2 separate regions of the Mus musculus genome follow, and region 2 is linked to region 1. The links are chromatin contacts, called in public HiChIP or PLAC-seq maps. All regions are on one chromosome and are shown on one strand. Each heading gives the region's core, a stretch centred on a gene start, on an enhancer-like site or on the middle of the called end of the contact. The rest is flanking DNA. Distances are from core to core; before and after follow the strand shown.

Region 1 (2,755 bases), core at 195-2,694:
AGGGCACACAGTGTGGCCTCAGTTTCTTAGTTGCGTTATGGGAAAAACATAGTTAACCTCAGGGGTGAAGATATTTCACGAAGTGTCTAGCATGTGCTCAGCATGTGCTGTGCGCCTTGCACATTCCCACCCCATTTGAAATGCTCAGGAGACCCCAAATCTTTCCAGCTTTGCTGTCAAGTCGCAGTCCTAACTCAGGGTCTACTGACATTCTAACGTTAAAGTCTTGGGCTCCTGGGCTCTGTTTAGCCACGTTCTGTCCTTGTCCATATGGCACCTCTCATCCCGCTAGCATCTGGTGTGACTGCCTCCAGGCACCCAGGAGGATGTCAGCTCTGCTGTGGCAGCCTGGCTTTGGGTATGGGGTTGGGAAATCTTCCCCTCAGCCCTGGCCCACATCTCTGCAGGATGTCACTTCCTCATGTCACTTGCCATCACCGCTAGCAGACGGGAATGCGTGTTAGGGAGAGATACCGGTGCTCTAGGGGAGGTTCCAAGGCTAGGTGATTTTAGTTCCCTGTGGTAAGCAGGTTGAGTGGGCCCATGCTCCCTCCACTACCCCATCTGATTTAGAGAACAGGCCTCACCCCAAACCAGGATGCCTGGATTTTGTCCAGGTGTAGTGCTGGGTCAGAAGAGAGCTTCAGTTCAGGGATGACTGGAGATGTGTAGACCAAGGCATACCCAAAGCTGAAATTGCCCAGCACAGCGGCGAAGGTAGCCAGGAACACCCTTCTGTTTTTCAAGGCCCTGGTGGGGGATGGGGTAGAACCAAAGGACCAAGGACAAGTCCTTTAAATGGACCCTGAGTTCCCAGACTGCTGCCTTCCCCGAGCCCATGACCATCCAGCTCGGCAGATAACCAGGAGAGGCCTGGGTCCAGGGCCAGTCAAGTTGTCTTCAGGCCTTAGCAGCAGCTCTGGGAAATCCCCAGGCTGTCGGCTGGGGCTGGTGCCCGTTTTCTCCAGAAAAGAAATTGTGGTTTTTGCCTCCTGTTGTGATGCTCAAAGCTTGTTCTGTGATCTTAGGCAAGACCCATGTCCTCCCCCTGTGGCAGGTGGGGATCCCACCCAGTATTCCTTTGGAGGCTCTCTTCTTTATGGTGGTCCAGTTCTTTAAATAGGACTTGCGAGCATGCGGTAAGAAAGAGTCAGATGACTCTTGGTGGCCACTCACCAGAAGTCAGTAATGGCCCAAGATGTGTATCGTCTGCTGGAGATAAGGCCATCCCAACCTCCCATGCCCACACCCTGAGACTCTCACCCGGCTCGTTCTCTCTCTCCAGGAGTCGCGGGCACCTCGGGGAAGGTATCATAGTCGAGTCCCTCGGTTCTTAGCAGGGGTTCCTGCATGGCCAGCGCGGATGGTCAGATACAGCGGGACTCCACTGCAGAGCTAAAGCATCTGCCTGAGCCCTCAGCACAGCAGGCGAAGCTCCGCCCTACAGATGCGATTGGCTGCAGGGCGGCCCTGCAGAGCCGTGCTGTCCAATGAGACAGCCGCACGCCTCGGATGCAGGGTGCGATCGGGCTCCCGGGCGTGTCCCATCGCGTGCGCCTTGAGGCGCTGGATTCTGCCGGGGAAACCCGCTTCTAGGGCAGGGCCGCCTGAGCACCCTTTCGCCAGGCTAAGAGCGTGGACTGCTCCATGGCTGGGTCTGGCTTTATGGAGGAGAAGCCCAGAGAGTCGTAAGCTTGCCAAGGTCACACGGAGGATTGTTATTATTATATATTTTTTTATTATTGCCTTGCTTGGCCCTGTTCTGTGCCCTCTCCCGTCACATAGATGTCACTTCTACACCTGCCACTTCACTTCTCGCCTCCTAACCCTAGTTGACTCCAATGAATCACTACTTTGGGTGTGTACAGTAAGTAGGAGGAGGGTGGAGCAGAAACAATTAGGGGTAACTCCAGCAGGTGCCCTGCGGTGTCTCACCCCATAGCTGTGGACAAACCCCAAGGCTTCTCTCTGCTAGCAAGCAATCTGTCTCTGAGCTACATTCCTGATCTCTGGGATTTCCTGGTTGTCCAAATAGCTTGCACTGTTCAAAATCATTCCAGTAATGGTATAAAATGACCAAAAAAAACGAAACAGAAACTTCTCTAGGAGGTGGAAAAAGCCACAATCAAGATGCCTATCTGTGTCTTTGGACTTTTTCAGTCACAGGAGTGGACTTACTTCCTGTTCACATTTATAAACTGACCCTTTGTTACCAGGCTATTAAAACAGTAAAGGGTGTTGTAGAAGTCTCAGTTCCCCTTTAGAAACACTTCTAGAGAGGACAGTAGAGACCACAAAACTGCTGCGACCCACCCTGGCTGGACGTCTTTCCTTCCTGTGTTTGCCTTGCCTGTCTGTTACTTAGTGGGGAGGTGAACTTTCAGTGAGTGGTGTTCCACTTCACATCCAAGCTGAGTGTGTGTGTGTGTGTGTGTGTGTGTGTGTGTGTTATACATAATTTTGGGAGCCTGAGAGCACTGGCTGCTCTTGCAAGGACTCAGGTTTGATTTCCCAGCCCCACGGGTTGGCACACAACCCTCCTCTTACCTCCATTTCCAGGACAATTGGTGCCTTTTGGCATCAGCTTTTATGTGGTACAGACAAAACACCCAAACATGTGAAAAACTTAAGATATATAATTTTTAAATTTTATGTCTGTCTGTGAGTCTGTGCTCCTGAAGCTGAAATGATGGACTTGTAGGAGCTGGAGTTACAGGCCGGTCAGTCACCAAATAGTAATGGGAGCCAGAGCATA
Region 2 (2,758 bases), core at 76-2,575, 200 kb after region 1:
CTATCAGGGTGCCTCGGAGATCAGAGGAAACTGTAGCCATAGTCATGAATTCATCTGTTTAACTCTTCAAGCAAGCCGCTCTGCCTCTCTGTGCCTTTGTTTCCTCTGTTGAATAATCAGGATCCCAGTACTGACTCTCCAGGGCTGGGTGAACCTACAAACAGCTGTACCCCACCTATCATATGCTTGGCCCTGGGAGGAAGCTCTACGCAAGACAGATTCCACCCAGTAGAGCTGATCGAACAGCAAGAAAGACAGAAATCAAACAGTCAAATAAGCGAAAATGAGGTTGTCTCATAGAAAGTACCCCAAGGTAAGCCAGATGCTCCCCACAATCCTGTATGCTATGAACTGTTACTGCCCAATGCTTTATCACAGAAGAGAAAGCTGTCTGGCTGGGCTCAGCTGTCTCCAGTCAGTCAGCAAAGGTGCACGGATCCAATGCCAGGTCCTTAGCACCTGCAGGTAGAAAACTAACACACCTATCCTGCTCCTCAAAGGGTGCTCAGAGCCTCAGCTGCTGATGGGCAGAGCGTCTGAGCTGAGGGTAACCGGACAGACTGAGAGGAAAGAGGCTTTCAAATAGTAGGAAGTTGCAGGGACCAAGGGACCAAGCCCTCGTTCCTGTGGAGATAGACTTCGCAGGAAGGCCCATCCCTGGATCTCAGTTCAAAGACATGTAAGGCCAATGCTGGACATCAATCATATTAGACAACAAGAAATGGTCCTTATACAGGCTGTGAAAGGCCAAATCAGAGGGTCTCCTGAGCTGCCACACTATACGCACTGGCCAAGAATGAGCTCGGCATTTCTCTCGAGGTTCAGCCCTGCACATGTCCCGTGGCATCCCGAGCAGATTTGTGGGAGCTGGGGGCAAGTGTGGGGTATAGAGTCCTTTAGATTTTTGACATAGGCAAGTCTGAGAAACTCCCAGAAGCTCTCTTGCACCTTGGCTCTGAATTCTCAGCCTAAGCCAGTGAGCTCTATCTGCCCTAAACCTCCCCAGAGTCTGGGACTGGGACATCTCTAAAACCCAGAGGCCCAAGACTCTGAGCTGTCTGGCAAGGAGAAGAGCTACCCACCCCCACCCCTAAACCTACAGTCACTGTTAAGAGACCAGACTCAAGTTGTCTCTGCAAGCACACTTCCCCAAAATAGGGCCCCATGGGGGAGTGACAGTTTCCAGGCTAATTAGACAAAGAGAGCCGCTGGGGACATTCATGCCCCCTGGGATTCTTCCTGTTTTTCTCACCATCGGTCCCTCTCTGGCTGAGCAGGGACATGAGTCACAGCCCTCGCCCACATCCCAGATAAGGCGTGCTCTTAGCCTGCTCGTGGAGGCTAGCTACTGATTCCATCTGGTCTCCCTGGGACTGCACCCGGTATTACAGACTGAGCTGGCTGCTCTGTAGTCTCCAAACATGCCTAGACAGTGAGGGCTGGACTCGCCAGAAGGCCACACCACCCTCCATCTAGGACCCTTTGTCTCTCCCGAGGTGGACTGGCCACTTTGCCCCATAAAAGTCCCTTAGCCTCCTGATTCCCCTTTCATCCATAAACCTTTGCTACCAGCTTGGCACGGCCTGTGACTTCTCAGTCCCGTGCTCCCTCTGCTGAGCAGTGTCCTGTCTCTACCTCCCAGGTCACACACTGTGGTGTCCAGGGGTTCCCAGGACTGCTCAGCCTAACCCTTTGGGCTATCCCGCATCTTTCTGAGCTTGGCTTTCAAGTTCTCCCCATTAAAGGGAGGACACACACCACTGAGACTCTTCTGAGGCCACATTTCTACCTGGCCATGTGTAGTTTCCACCTCAAGCCAGCACCGACTGGCGCTGTGATGGCTGATACTGCTTCTCCTCACCTTGGCAGGATCTAGAATTACCCAGGCGGCTAGCCTCTCAACCGAGAGTACTTATCTCCATTAGGTTATCTCCAAGGCATGCCCATGACAGGGTAAACGGGGACAGCCCCATCCCCTGGGCAGGGGTCCTAGACTGAGCTCCATCACCCATCTCTCTGCTTCCTGACTGTGATACAACCTGAAGCTCCGCCTCAAGCTCTCAGTCCAGGGCTTCTCTGCCATGATGGACTGTATCCTTGACCTTAAGTTGCCCTTTTGGGGCATTTTGCCACAGTAATATGTAAAATAACTAAGACAGGTTCCTTCTTCTAGGCATACCTGTGTCTCCCCTGCCAGGCTGGGACCCCTTGCCCAAGAAAAGGATTGACTTTAGCAAGAAAAAGTACACAGGCCCTAGGCGTGTGGAGCTGCTGGGCCGTTGCACCACACTCATCCCAAGGGTGTGTGACTGCCTGAAACTCACACTATATTATCAGGCGCAGGGTCTGATGAACTACTTTCCAGCATTGCCTCCTTTCTAGGATCCTCACTGTGGGATGGAGCCTGGGGTGCCCTGTAAACAGTGGCTACTCTGTAAATAAGCTAAAGAGAAAGGTCTGAGAGCTAAACTCACCTTCTTCTCAGCCTCCTGGAGACCACAGAGGAACCCCCTGGCCAGGTATCTCTCGATGCCCAGCTTACCTCTAACCCTACAGAGTTCTGGCTACCCAAGAGCAGTGGCTGGGGACCCTGGCCAGGGAAATGACAATTGGGGTGGGGGCAGAGTTGGAGCTTTACCAGGTGACCACTTTGCTAGAGACAGAGTCCTTATTCCTGTCTTTATTCTGTCTCACATGGTGACAGGATCCCACATTCCCATTTTACAGACAAAAACCCCATGTTCTGGGGACGAATGGG

The links. HiChIP or PLAC-seq counts read pairs in DNA pulled down with a chosen protein or histone mark.
Region 2: an HNF4G HiChIP or PLAC-seq map of pancreatic cancer cells shows a contact between it and region 1. The contact joins the enhancer-like site here to the promoter of Slc2a6 in region 1. A contact is called at or near these places in 18 of 39 promoter capture datasets (the 3T3-L1 cell line, 3T3-L1-derived adipocytes, the HPC-7 cell line and 10 more), 4 of 15 datasets of contacts at CTCF or cohesin (the NIH/3T3 cell line, embryonic stem cells and hippocampal excitatory neurons), 25 of 484 Hi-C or Micro-C datasets (B cells, CD4 T cells, the HL-1 cell line and 14 more), 38 of 115 datasets of contacts at active chromatin or transcription factors (the 230-238 cell line, the HPC-7 cell line, the NIH/3T3 cell line and 27 more) and 4 of 9 other capture datasets (adipose tissue, liver, macrophages and 1 more).

The regions. Positions count from the first base shown.
Region 1 is chr2:27,026,554-27,029,308 of GRCm38.p6, forward strand. Slc2a6 (solute carrier family 2 (facilitated glucose transporter), member 6) reads right to left here and starts at 1,445. Exons shown (of 10, transcript NM_172659.2): 1 at 1,264-1,445; 2 at 588-750. The coding sequence starts at 1,352.
Region 2 is chr2:27,231,321-27,234,078 of GRCm38.p6, forward strand. All of the region lies in intron 8 of Sardh (sarcosine dehydrogenase), which reads right to left. Among named protein-coding and RNA genes, the nearest start is that of Sardh, 15 kb to the right of the region's middle. Within about 2 kb of position 1,326, at least 112 of the 459 cell types and tissues checked have an H3K27ac peak or open chromatin away from gene starts, as enhancers often do. A contact at or near this core is called in the 230-238 cell line, B cells, the HPC-7 cell line and 7 more, where this site is marked.